Linked DNA regions of Mus musculus: regions 1 and 3 are each linked to region 2. The links are chromatin contacts, called in public ChIA-PET maps. All regions are on one chromosome and are shown on one strand. The core of a region is the stretch at or near the end of the contact, and the rest is flanking DNA. Distances in the headings are between cores, read along the strand shown. Region 1 overlaps Cdk6 (cyclin-dependent kinase 6). Region 2 overlaps Tmbim7 (transmembrane BAX inhibitor motif containing 7). Region 3 holds the start of Ankib1 (ankyrin repeat and IBR domain containing 1).

Region 1 (4,553 bases), core at 1,566-4,065, 210 kb after region 2:
AACTAACTGGGTCCTCTGCTTAACTCCACAATCTGCTTACCCAGAAACTTTGAAGTTTTTCAAACATGCATGCTGTGTCATGTCTTGTGGCCTTTAGATAATGCTTAGACGTTTCTCTGGAGGCTCCATCTCACAACTGCACTCTTGATTCTTGTGAACCTCACCTTGCCTCATCCAATCCCGAACACAAACAATCCTGGCTCTTGTGATGTGATGTACACAGCAGGCATTAAATACATGCCTGTCCTAACAAATGTAACGGTAGGTAGCTGAGGGCAGAATGGAAGGTTCCAGGGTTAGGAAGGAGAAGCCAGGGTAGGAGATGGAGAATGGAGCAGGGTTGTGTCCCCAGACCCAGGTCATGCATTCTGATAGCCCACCAGCAGTATCTTTAATCATCAGACAACTTTAATGAAGTGGCCTCAGGGCACCTTTATCCTTGTAAATTAAGTCCTAAAATGACAGACAGGCGCATGGTTTCCCTCAAGCCGCACTGTTGAAATTTCATGCCGAACTTGTGAAACTTCAAACAGTCACAACTTGCAAAGTGTCTATTATGTTCCAGGCAATAGGTTTATCTCTCTTTGCAAAAATTTAGTAATAGTGTAGCTTTGGTTTTGACAATAAACAATCGCCACTAGATTGCTCTCTGCCTTCACCACAGAAACTAAACAAATATTGAACCTTCACAGAGAAGTGGAAATGAAAATCATCCTGAGTACAGGATGTGAGAGGTTGCGGGGCTCATCGTTTCCTATGAAATGGTGCTTTAACCTGCATGTGTTGGGAGGCCACACAATGACTCAGATTTCAAAGAAAACTTTAAAACAGGATTTGTTTGGGTTAGGGAGAAAAATGGTTCCGCAGCCTGTGCCTTCTTACTCCCTTGTCCGTGTGTCCATTTTTACACAAGGCTGCGTGCAGACCAGCCTGGTGATGTGGCCAGGGGCAAATGCAAGCATAGCTGTTAAACTAAGCGCCCCTCCCCCCACTCCTGAACAATGTTCAACTCCAGGGCCACTGCCTTCCTTAAATGGGAAAGGGCTGGAGATCCTTGACTAAAGGAGTCACCAAGGTGTAGCTCCTTGTATAGCACCGGCTTCCATATGGTCTCTCATCTACAATGTGCAACAGGTATATGGGGCAAAAGAAAGGCAGCCTTAAACATTCCAACCCGTCTGGGCTACCAGAAGCAAACCCAAGCACAGAGGACTCTGAGTGCTTTCTGACCAATGTCAAAGGAAAGAGATAAAGGAAAACATGCTTTAAGATTAGGGTGTCCCATGCTGCTCGTTTGGCAAGATTATAAAACTGCAGGCTGAGAAGGACTCAGATTACAGCACTAGGAATCTGAGACATGAACTATTTTCTGACAAGAACTGCTAAGTATCAGGATGGGCTTTTGTGGGATTTTAGACCTTCTATGAAGCTGCTTCTTCTTCTTCTTCTTCTTCTTCTTCTTCTTCTTCTTCTTCTTCTTCTTCTTCTTCTTCATCTTCTTCTTCCTCCCCTCTCCCTTCTCTCTTCTCCCTTCTCCTTCTTCTTGCCTTATCTCAGGGTACGGACAGGGGTAGGGAAAAGGGAAAGGAAATATCCGTGAAGCATGGCAGACATTAAAGTTCCATGTTGGGCTAACCAGCTCGTGCTGTATATAACCTCCAGTTTGATGTTTGATGAAGCACCATGGCCTGCTTCCAGCAACAGGGAAGGGCAGATGGACAGAGAGAGACATCTGAGAGCAAGGAGCTGGTGGCTGGCAGCGCCAGGAACAGAAGCAGGACTGGGACCTGTGACTCAGGTTCACTGTCACTATGCAAGTCACTGACTTCAGATCTTCCTTCCCTTTGGGGAAGGAGAAGGGTGCTGGGGACTAAACTCAGGCCTGCACACGTGCTAAGTTCTGTTATCAGACCTATTTTGATCCCCCCCCCTTTTGAGATAGAATCTTGGGTATGTAGCCCGGGCTAGCCTAGAACTTTCTATGTAGACCAGGCTGGACTAGAACTTGCAGCGATCCTTCTGCCCTGCCTCCAGAGTGCTGGGATTGCTGGCATGCACCATCACAGCTGGTTCAGTCGTTCCCTTTTAGGGTTTTTGTTTAATTATCACTTTTAAACAATGTGGTTTTTGTTTGTTCTGTTTTTGTTGTTACTGTTGTTGTTTTGTTTTTAAAGTCAATATTTCTAGAGCACTGTATGTTTATCAGAAAGCTGATGAGAACAAGGGATCTTCCTACGATACTTATATCCAAAAGGTTTTCACTAAAATGGTGTATGGATGAGCAAGGGTCCTGGAGAGAGGGGAAGGAAGAACTGCTTAGCCAAAATGCTCTGCACGGGGCTGGCAGCCTGCTACGCCAGGCGCGCTTCTCTTGGCCTTTTCTGTACCACTACCCTTCCACCCAACCTTGTTCTCCTTTTCCAGTCTTCTATCTCTGCAAATGAAATCACTAACCAGTTCCTCGAGTCAGGCTCTTCCTCAAACTCACCCCTCACCCAGTTACAGACTTGACAACACGGCAGCTCACAGAGGACTGGAGCTGGAGAAACAGGCGATGGAAGACACAGCTTGGAAGTCCAATTTGAAAGTTGCTTAAACAAGAAAAGGGCCTGATGTGTTATCTGTATATCCTTAGACTTTCAGGAAATACAGAAAGGAAAATTAAACAAACACGATCCTACACTTAACATTAACATATTTTTAGAATTTAAAATTATTCTCAGGTATCTTTTGTAAGCAGAGAGGAAGGAAGGACCACTGTAAAGGAATCCCTTAATAGATGACTGCAGAGTACGAGTTCTCTTACTGCTCAGGGGCTGCAACCCTTCTCTTGAAACCGTCTCGGTTTCTAGGAAGAACCACACGAATACCAAGGACTTTACAAAGCGTTTCTAAGTACATCCGCTATCAGGAGAGAGACCTGTGTGACAATAAAAGGCAGCAGAAGGTTTCTCACCTAGGCCGGGGCTAGCTGCAGCGTGCTTGGGGGCACTGTGGTTGCTGCATGCAAACACTGCTGGAAAGAAGAAGTACCAGCCCAAGGCCATGCTAAGCTCGGCTTTGACCTCAGAGCTAATTCAAAGGAAAGGCCTTTCCATTTACAAACATTTCAGAGAATACTGCTGCTTTCTAGAAATGTGTGGCAGGTAGTTTCCTTATCCTTAAGGCTGATGGGTGGAGACAGGATTACAGTGGTACCCAAGGAAACATGAAGACTGCAGAGAGCATTGTTTATCATCCAGGAGATGAAAAGGTCCCTTTAGTGATCACTGCAGATACTTAATATAGAGATGACCCTCATATGTGGCCAAAGTACAAGTAGGGCCTAGTGATAACCTCTCTGAAAGTCTTGTGGAACATTCTGAAACAACTAACAGTCCACTGCTCTGTATTCCCACACTATACCTCCCTCAGTTCTTGCTCTGATACCTGGTGTGACCACAAGAATCTACTTCTACCTCTGTGTTACTCCCACTGCGCCTAATTCTATAATGACACTGCTTACTTTCAGATCCCCAATCTTGCTGTGCGGCTGATTATCTGTTACTACAACACAGTAACCAAAATAATTGGGTTATAAGAGAAAAAGGTTTATTTGTGCCGCACAGCATTGAGGGATCTAGTCCATGATAGGTTGGCCCTTCTCGTCTGGGCTGGTGGTGAGGCGGTGTCATGGCAGGAACATGTGAAGCTGAAAGCTGCTCACAATGAGAACGGAGGAGCAAAAGGAACCTGAAGGTGGAAGGTGTCCTACCATCACTCTCAAGGGCATGCCCCAATAGACACCCCCTCCCCGCGACCTTCTAAAGGTCCCATAGCTTCCCACCTTGGGAGCCAGTCTTTAACACTCTACCTCTAGGGGTCTCTGAGGTTGCTACTATATTTAGCATATAGCAGTCACTAAAAAGCTGTCAGATATGTGATCAAGAAAAACATTTCTCCGAAAATGCTCCCCAACCCCAACAAATTCAAAATCAGACAAACAAAACCAAACAACAGCAGCCCTAGCAGCAGCAACAGCAAAAACAACAACAAAACCCGAAAAAGATCGGCAACACACCAAACCAGAGAGTGAAGAATAGTCTGTCTTGAGGTATTTATGAAGGTATAGAAAATGTTCTAGAGTCACAAATATGGCCCCCTAAATCAATTTTATTATCTCATCTTAAAAGAAAATCTCTTGTAGATAGGCTGTTAGAAGCAGCCTGTAGTCTCTGCTCTCAGGAGGCAGAGGCAGGAGGATTGCTAGAAGTCTGAACCTGGTCTGGTCTACACAGCCAGGTTTTGAGACCCTACCTCAGAAAACTAAACCAAATCAACCAAACAAAAGCCTCGTGTAAAGAAAAGAATTACATTTTATCCACTACTAGCATCAGTTCATGTATATATCTGTATGTATATCCACCTAAGATCTTAATCTCTTGAGTTATTTTTAGGCATACACAACTCTTCACATGGACAAGATATTTACATGTAATTCTAACCTATGAAACCAAGTCTTAGAACAAGGTGTCTGGAATTTACATCACCACAGAACTACTCAAGGTACCCTT
Region 2 (4,544 bases), core at 1,840-4,339:
AATGACATGCTGGACTGGCCCGGCACCTCCCTATCTCCCACCCTTCTGACCTAAGTTAAATGTTAACAGGCTGCTGATGTTTAAATAGACCAATCATGTGAAATCGCACCAATTCCTCCCCCCCAGCCCCACCCCTTTTCTATAAAAACCCCTAGCTTCCAAGCCTTGCGGTCGACACTTCTGTCTCCTACAGGAGATACGTGTCGGCCCAGAGCTCCGTCATTAAACTACCTCATGCTTTTACATCAAAAAAAAAAAAAAAATGGTAGTCACTTACGTATGATCGAATCACAAGTGCAATAATCCCGTAGATAAGTAGCACACTGGTGAAAACAAACATCACTCCATTTAGCAGGGTAAAATCCCACTGGGGAGACACAAACAGCACATGTGACTCCATTATCATCTAGACAAGATCTGAAATGTTTAGAGACGTTCTTTCTACCCCTGGAACAATTTATCCTGGCCATTTCTTAGGATAGAAATGCCTTAGCCCCAAGCACTAAAAATTACCACAGAAAGGATACAACTGCCACAGTCCATTGGATTTGCTTCAGGAAGGAGGACGAAATGGTGGAAGTTAAGATAAAATAATGAGCTGGGCATGGTGGCATACGCCTTTAATTCCAGCACTCGGGAGGCAGAGGCAGGTGGATTTCTGAGTTCGAGGCCAGCCTGGTCTACAAAGTGAGTTCCAGGACAGCCAGGGCTACATAGAGAAACCCTATCTTGGGGGGGGGGGGAGATAAAATAATGAGAGCCAGGGGCTGACAATTTTTTAAACTGTGTGAAAGGTACATGAGAACCCATTGTACTTATTCTATTTTTGAATTTATAAGAGTTTCTCCCTTAAAGCCAGATGAGGTGGCACACATTTTCACTCCCAGAACTGGAGGGAGGGGGAGGCAGGAAAATCAGAAGTTTAGGGTCATGCTTTACTATGTGACATGTCCAAGGCCAGTCTAGACTACTCAAATCTCTGCTGGAAAGAGGAGGGAGGGAGGGAGGGAGGGAGGGAGGGAGGGAGGGAGGGAGGGAGGGAGGGAGGGAGGAAGACTGGTTTCCTCTGATAAGAACATAAATTGTATAGTACATAAATTTGTGTGCAAAATATGATCTTAACTGTTCATATTTAAAGAACACATGTACAGAACACATTAGGAAAATGAAATAAGTTATTTCATTACATTAACTAGGTCTCTTTTTCAAATTTGTCTATACATATTTTCATTAAATACACAGTAGATTTTCAAAATTACTGTTAGTGATTATTTTTTAATTTTTGTGTATATTAATGTTAATCTTGGGTTTGTCCTTTGGGGCTTTTTTGTTTTATTTTGTTTTTCTTAAAGAGGCTGAAAAAAAATTTCCAAATACTGAAAGCACAGAGGATATTTTCTTGCACTTTCTTTTTGTCTCCAGCACACACAGGATTGGTTCTCTAGGTATTCTTCTTAGTCCTGCAGCCTCTCCAGCCCCGTTAGGACCCAGGAGGAATCTCTGTCAGCTCTGGACAAACTCTGAACCTGTGTCACAGCTGGGCTAGGCTCTCAGCTTCAGAGGCCAACAGTGCACACTCAGAGAGCACAGAAGACAGAACAGAATGGCTAATGGCATCTCTGCTGCCAGGCCCTCTTTGGCTACAGCCAAAACTCACCAAAGCCACACATTCCTTCCAGCCTCCGAGGGTAAAGGGCAAGCAGAACCCAAGAGGCCAAGCATCCTGACTCTACAAGACACGGTCGCTCAGCCCAAAGGAGTGATTTGAAGATAGGGTCTGATTATATTTAAACCACGTGGGTACTCTGTTTAATTCTCTCCCTCCAAGGGGCAGATTAGGGTCCATAAGAAAACTCAGGACCAGTGTGTGAGCTACATTTTCTCTGGGTTCCTTGGAAACCTTGTAGAGAGAAAGAATTGTGTAAATGGCCACCATTTAACTTTGTCAGACAACCAAAAGGTTTAGTTGACTATAAGTTCAGCTGCCTCTCAGAGTCTTTAACGCAAACACATCTGAAATCCTCTTTAAGGCACTTTTCAGCGGAATGCTTCATTCTCTAAACTCAGGCCATTCCTAACCTGTGAGTGATTTAAATACCTGTGGTGCTTTAGGGAAATATTCTGACATTTAGAGGTGTTGAGTGGCCCTGAACCTTTGCCTATGCCGGTAGCCCACCTCACTCACTGAAGGGAGGCACATCTGTTCACACACAGGTTGGCTTCTACAAGAACCTTGCTTGAGATGACAAACACCAATCTGATTCTGAACGATAGCAAAGCTCTACTTTGGGGGACACGGCAGGGGGACATGTGCACGTATGTGTGGAGGACACGGGTCCACTTTAGGCATTATTCCTTATGTTTGAAAAAGGTCCACTAGAGCCCAGAGCTCAGAAAATAGGCTGAGGTAACTGGCCAGAGACACCAGGGATCCAGTCTCTACCCTCTCAGAGCGGCGATTACAAACTCATGCCACCACACCATGGACTTTACATGGATGCTGGCGATCACTTTCTGACTAGGCATCTCCCCAGCCCCCGAACCACTACTTTTGATAGAACTTGACTGAATGTTTTAACATATCCCTCTACCTCTCTGGACCTTCCTTTTTGTTTTTTGTTTTTTAACCTTTTCCACTAACAAAGGCTAAAATTCTGCTTGTGTATAAAGTTGTCAGTATGAGGTGTGCCAAACAATTGAGCAAATACTCCTCTTTAGTTATTAAACTGACTAAGGCAAGCCCATCACTTCCTTAAGCAAGGTGACCATAAATGAAAGAGCCACTGGAAAGAGCCCGCTAAATCCCCAGCAGTGTCCTAAGGCTGGTAAGACTCTGACATCACGGTTTAAAAACAAAGGTCATTGGTTGGGGAGTGGTTTTGCGGACTCACTGGTTGGGATTCACAAGGCCCTGGGTCAACTCCACCAACATAAAAGAACAGTTGTGAGTTACACTGTGGGGTGGGGGGTGATGGTGCTCCTGAGCCCTGATGACTGTGAAGATAAGCTGCCAGTTTGAACCAGGGCCCCAGCAGGGAACACAGGGCACACTCAATAGCTAAGCTTCAGGAGGATGGTTGGTTTGTAAAGAAACCCCTTCAGGAAGTAGGCTGAAAGGAACTAGGTGAGCAGCTGTGACCAAGGGATAAGGACACAGGAAACCTCCAACTTTGGCTGTGGTAAAGTGGTCTGTGTAACAAGAAGCTGGGAGTTGGTTTTGGTAGGGAATGTGGTTAGGAGGAACCCATGGAATGAGGGTCTCTCTTCTCTGAGTGAGTCAGGAGGGACACAGGGCGTGGCCAGCAACTCCCGCACCATAGAGATTTGTTTCAATGATACGTACTTTTGTTTGTAGCGCAAACAAAGTTAGCACTAGTGTCACCATAGTGGTGGCTCCTGCGGCCCATAGTATCTCTTCTGCTCTGTAGAAGCTGGAACCAGAGACTGTGGTTACTCTTCAGACACATTCACAGAAAAGCAAGAGAAACCAAAACTACATATCAAAGACTCACACTGACAAGCTTCCGAGCAGCAGGCCTTCCAGAATGGTCTGAAAACAAAATTCACAGTCAGTCAGCAGCCTGTTTCTCCAAGCAAAGCATGAGGCCGAGTCCTAGGCTTCAGGAGAGGGTGCCAGTCATGTGTGCATTTGGGTAATATCTAGGGAGCAAGCAGGGGTGTGAAGGCAACCCTGGGAGCACAGCTACAGGGTGCTCACGGGAGACAACTGGTCCACTAACCATTCACTGTCACATAACTGTCACACTCTCCCTAGAACTAACTGGCAGAAGAAAAGAAAAGAAAGTGCTTCTGAGAACACCACAGCAACTTTCATGCATGTGGTGCATAAACTCTGTACTGATTGTGATGCAGATGCAGAAGCCGAGGTAGAGGGTCCATTTGTGGACCACATCCTCACTGGCCGAATGGGACCGTCCACACACTTCTGCACACTTCGTCGGGACAGCACAGGCTGTTTCCATGAATGTTTCGCCCGTGCTATTGGATAATGTCACTATCTGTGGTCCCTGCTAAACATAAACGGTTTCTTCAAGTCTCAGACCTGGGATGAGAACTGAGACCTCAGTGCCAGGACAGGGACTGCAGGGCAGTTCTGAGCAGAGGTAACAGCACAGGACCAGTGCCCTAAAGGATTCCGTCCACCCACATGGAACCATGCTGTGGGTAATGTGGGAGAGGGGTGGGAACCAAGATCCATCAGGCAAGGGAGCCTGGGGGTCAGACCTCACGGCCGGGCTCAGAACCACAACCAGCAAGCAGCCGTGGGTGGGACTGAAGAGGTTTGTCGGCCCACAGGACATCAGGGAGTTTGGTGGTCTTTGGGAAGGACCGGAGAAGTCTTCTAGTCTCATCAGAGATCAAAAAGGACGACATAGCCTAACCAAAGTGCTGACAACAGAGTGGCTTTGGACTTTCTCAAACTATCATAGGCTGGAAAAGAACTGGGCTCAAAATGTCCTTGGTCACTTTTCTGGATTTCCCAGACCTGGACTGGGACTTTGTTGCCTCAGGATGTTTGTTGA
Region 3 (4,201 bases), core at 707-3,206, 130 kb before region 2:
AACCAGCCTTCAAGTCAAATTTCAGTAAGATTATGTGCATCTTCTCCTATTGAGCTGGAAGAGGCAGCCTAGTTAGGGGGAAGGGTCCCAAAGCCAGGCAACAGAGACAGGGACAGCCGAAACTAAAGGTCTTTCCTTGAAGACGTTTGAATGAAACATTAGGATGAAGACATTTCATCTTGTTTAAAGTTTTGAGGATAGTTCATGGAATTTTTTTTTAGATAAAAAAATTTTAATAAGAACATTCTAAAAATCCACTACATGCAAAAGAGCTGCCTATAGAAAAAAAAAGGCTTTTCTTAAAACTTCCTGTTTAGCAACTGCTTTTCATCTCAGATTAACACCGACTAAAACATAATAAACTATAAACAAGATATATACATATGTATGAAAGCCTTAAAAACTGCAAACCTCTTAAAAAGACACTGTATTATAGACACTGTACAAAGAACATGGCAACTATAGAAAATGATGCTTTCTATAAAGTACCTAAAGGAGAAACTAAGTAGTTAACTTTCTGCACAGAATTTAAAGTAAACCAATTCTTATCTCAATCAATTCATAAGAAAACGTCTATTAGCAAAGTGTTTCATTTGTGAATACTCATTATATATTTTAAATACTCATATTTTAAATATATAAAACAAACTTACTGCTAGCAACATATTCGCAAAAATTCTTTTTTTTTTTATTTTAAGTTTATTTTTAAAAAAGTATTTGTACTGGAGCACTTAAAATAGTCTTCCAATGACATAAAAGGAAACAAAGGTTGAAGCCAGGAAAACAACAAAAGCTACCAGCGATGAAGGTGAAGCTGGTGCAACTGAAACCGACAGGAAGAGAGAACTAGTCAAAAGAATAAAAATAAATAAAGCCATTGCTAATATGCTATATGGCTCACTGCACTGGAGAAATGCTCAGGCATGAATGATATGCTGCCTAAAAAATGAGGACTTATGTAAGTGGAGATGGTTCATAACTTGGAGGGCTGTCTGCGATTTTTTTAAAAAATATGCAGGGATATTGTTGATTTTCATTATGATTGACAAAGGAGAGGCATACAATTTTCACTTAGTGCCCACAGCAGGGGTAATTACTCCTTTGTGGGTCAGTGAGTTTGTTTACAATAAAGACACGCTAAGTTCCCTGAGAGAGCAGGACAGGAATGGAGCTGAAATCTTGAGGTCGGCCAACCACATCAAGGCTTCTGGTGAAGTTACAAAGACCGAGGGGAGGAGAGAGCAGAGAGTGCAAGCCAAAAGGAGACATAAAGGAAGAACTCGGATAGATGGGAGAAGACAGCTACAATCGATAAGCTGTCACTGTCCTGGCAATGACAACACTGCCTGGGAAGTCTTTCCCTTGGCACCACCCACCAGTGCTCCCCTACCGGGAAAAATGCAAAGCTGCTTTTGCTCCAAAAGTTCCCACCCAAGAGACGCCGGTGACTTTTCGGTACCGGCGTGTAAGAAACAACACGCCTTGATGCAGAGCCTCGTGGGCGAGCTTCGGTGCTCCTGCCGTTGGCTCCAGCCGGCGTCTGGCTCTTCTTGCCTTGCTTTCCTTGTTTCCGCCAAGGAAACGGGAAAGACTCACCCGGGCGGGCGGCGGATCCTCTCCCGAGCCGCTACATCCAAGTCAGTGGGTGGGGCGGCAGTCGAAGGATGGCGGAGCCAGCCCGTCACCGTTTTCTCATTCCTTCTGCCTATCTAGGAGGCCCACCCCAACTTCCTGTGGCAGGAAGCCCCTGGATTGTCACCAAAAGCCGCCCCGCGAGTTCGGGTCTCAGGGCACCTGTTCCCCACCGTCCTTCCTCTCCCTCGGCTCCAGGAACCCTTCAGCCTCTCCACCAGCTTCGGGCTCCCAAAGGCCTCAGCTCGCCATCCCACCGCTACCGGCGCCGGGCAATAACTTCCGGGGTTACGCCCCCAAGGCCGCTTCAGGTTTGCGGCTGAAAAAGCTTCCGGGTCGGCCCGCGGGGAGCCGCCGTTCGTGCCGGTCCGTGCCACTTCGCGCGGCGGCCGCAGCTGTCTGGGAGCGGGCGACCGTGAGCTCGCGGGGTTTGGCGGCAGCCGAGCCCGACGCTAGCTATAGCAAGGACGGGGGTCGGGGAAGGGAGGTCGGCCTCCGCGGCTGCGTGCGCACGCGGCACGACCATGCGCTGGACTTGAGCGAGCGGCGGAGGCAGGCGCCACCGCCCCCCTCCTCCATAGCCTGAGAGCGGCGGCGCGCAGCGGGAGAAGATGGGGGGCGCCCGCCCAGTGTGAGCTCGCCGGGCGCGTCGGGCTCGCGCAGCGCTTCCCGCGGGCCTCCAGCGCGCATCCTCCGGCTCCCGCAGCCGCCGCCGCCGGCGGGTGGGTGGGGCGCCGAGTGGACCCGAGAGGTCACCCGCTCGGCGCGAGAGCCAGGTGGCCGCGACAGAGGAAGACCTGCAGATCTGGGGGGAATCGACGCGAGCCCGGTCCCGGCCGGGAGAAGTAACCGTAAGTTTCTGCTTCGCGGCTCGGCTCTGGCCGAGGCAGTCTCGAGCCTGCCTAGTTCACGCCCTTCCGCGTCTCTTGCGAGGGTTGCCCTGTCACCCCTTCTCTCCCCGTCCCCGAAGGAGCACAGCATCCTGTCTGCCCTACGGGGTTTCTCGCGCTCGCGAATTTGCAAGCCTCCCGGTTTCCGCGGCGCGTCCCATCCTCCACACACGTCTACATAGCCTTGTCCCTCTGTCCTCAAAAGATTCGTGCCCTCCTTCATTTTCTGTAGAACCCCGGACCTCACAGTCTCCGCAACCCTTGTTGGGACCTGGAAAGCCTTGGATTCCACTAACTCCGTGGACCTGAAATAGTGAGGAGCGACTAGGTTAAAAGTGCTCTGTAGGACTGTCATGGGTGGGGATAGGTGCAGATGGCACCACTGAACCTTTATTTGTGTTGCTTTTGCCACCCAAACAAAAGAATGAACGCTCCTCTGTACCCTCATTCCTCTACGTATGTGTGAACTGTTCGTACATTGATGTTTGAGTCGGAGGTAATTGAAGCTACAGCTGTAATGAAGCAGGTCTTGAAGAGTTTTTATTCTCACAAGCGTCATTCTTATGGAACGGCATGTTGAAAAATCTTTGGATTGAAAGACCCATTCAGGTTTACTAGTAAATGTGAAGACCAAATGTGAAAACATCTGGAGTTTTAGATAGTGTACTTTGGATGCTGTTAATTTCTTACTGTTTTGATTACTGTTTGACTAGGCTGTTTCTCGTTAAATTTTAGTTTGCATTTTTAGGTTGCTTTTGCAGAACTTTCCAGAAATTAGATTAAAATATAATTTTAATACTGTCAGTGATTAGACAGCTGTCAATGCATTAACTACTTTTTAAGGTACTATTAGAAAGCAAATGATAATTCTAAAAATAATGTTACTCTGTACGGTGTAGGTTCTGTTAATATTCTGTAAACTAAGGTAGTATGGTAACATTGGTGATTTTTTTTTCTTGGAAATTATTTCTTTAGGAACAATAAATATGTTTAGTCACCCCAGCAAGCCGTTTAGCAGTTTATCTTGGGCTGTAACTTTACACTTCACAGTTTAGTTTGAAGCAGACGCAGAAGATGTAGCTCCCACAGTCTGTCTGGAAATGGACTTTCCTTGGCACAGAAGCCCAGCACTGTGCAGACTTGAGGGCATTGTTGAAGGTGTAAAATCAGCTTCTGATGAAGAAGCTCTAAGGGTTTTCCTCAGGGAATGGCTAGCTGCATGGAACAATCTTTTTTGAAAATTCCACTAGTTTCTTTTATCTTTGGGACAAAGAGGAAAGATAGGAACAACATTTCCTACTTAATTTATTTGTTTTCTCAAAGCTCTGAGAATCTTGAGTTTATGCTATGTACGAGTCCTGAAGTCATGTATGCAGTCTTATAAACAGGTGCATGCTGAGCCATGGGGATAGAGTTCTGTTAGCCACTCTTTTAAACTCTTGCGGCACCCTCACTTCTGAGACGTGATTCCTTTCCTGGGTGTGCTCACTTGTGAAAGTGAAACACATATATTTATATAGCCTGCCTGTAGGTAAAAGATCAAAGTTATTTTCATATATGAGGAAATACAGTTGATGGAAAAGCATGAATAAAGTTTCTCTGATCTCCATGAATGGAGTGAAAAACTTTCCTCAGCGTTTTGAGTAATTTTCTTCCCTTTGAGGGTACATGCACCATTT

Evidence for each region. ChIA-PET counts read pairs in DNA pulled down with a chosen protein or histone mark.
Region 1: a contact with region 2 is called in an RNA polymerase II ChIA-PET map of memory CD8 T cells, with 6 read pairs. The contact joins two enhancer-like sites. A contact is called at or near these places in 1 of 115 datasets of contacts at active chromatin or transcription factors (memory CD8 T cells) and 1 of 9 other capture datasets (pancreatic islet).
Region 3: a contact with region 2 is called in an RNA polymerase II ChIA-PET map of memory CD8 T cells, with 185 read pairs. The contact joins the promoter of Ankib1 here to the enhancer-like site in region 2. A contact is called at or near these places in 11 of 39 promoter capture datasets (the C10 cell line, the HPC-7 cell line, cranial neural crest and 8 more), 6 of 484 Hi-C or Micro-C datasets (the G1E-ER4 cell line, the MNK3 cell line, cerebral cortex and 3 more), 8 of 115 datasets of contacts at active chromatin or transcription factors (the 230-238 cell line, the SCID.adh cell line, bone marrow-derived macrophages and 5 more) and 3 of 9 other capture datasets (adipose tissue, liver and pancreatic islet).

Annotation. Positions count from the first base shown.
Region 1 is chr5:3,459,518-3,464,070 of GRCm38.p6, reverse strand. All of the region lies in intron 4 of Cdk6 (cyclin-dependent kinase 6), which reads right to left. Among named protein-coding and RNA genes, the nearest start is that of Gm29868, 49 kb to the right of the region's middle. Within about 2 kb of position 2,815, at least 79 of the 459 cell types and tissues checked have an H3K27ac peak or open chromatin away from gene starts, as enhancers often do. A contact at or near this core is called in memory CD8 T cells, where this site is marked.
Region 2 is chr5:3,668,921-3,673,464 of GRCm38.p6, reverse strand. It overlaps Tmbim7 (transmembrane BAX inhibitor motif containing 7), which reads right to left. Exons shown (of 11, transcript NM_029141.4): 7 at 3,513-3,550; 8 at 3,344-3,431; 9 at 278-367. Among named protein-coding and RNA genes, the nearest start is that of Tmbim7, 14 kb to the right of the region's middle. Within about 2 kb of position 3,089, at least 75 of the 459 cell types and tissues checked have an H3K27ac peak or open chromatin away from gene starts, as enhancers often do. A contact at or near this core is called in the G1E-ER4 cell line, the HPC-7 cell line, the MNK3 cell line and 6 more, where this site is marked.
Region 3 is chr5:3,800,879-3,805,079 of GRCm38.p6, reverse strand. It overlaps Ankib1 (ankyrin repeat and IBR domain containing 1), which reads left to right and starts at 1,956. Exons shown (of 20, transcript NM_001289527.1): 1 at 1,956-2,483. It overlaps Krit1 (KRIT1, ankyrin repeat containing), which reads right to left and starts at 1,915. Exons shown (of 17, transcript NM_030675.3): 1 at 1,597-1,915.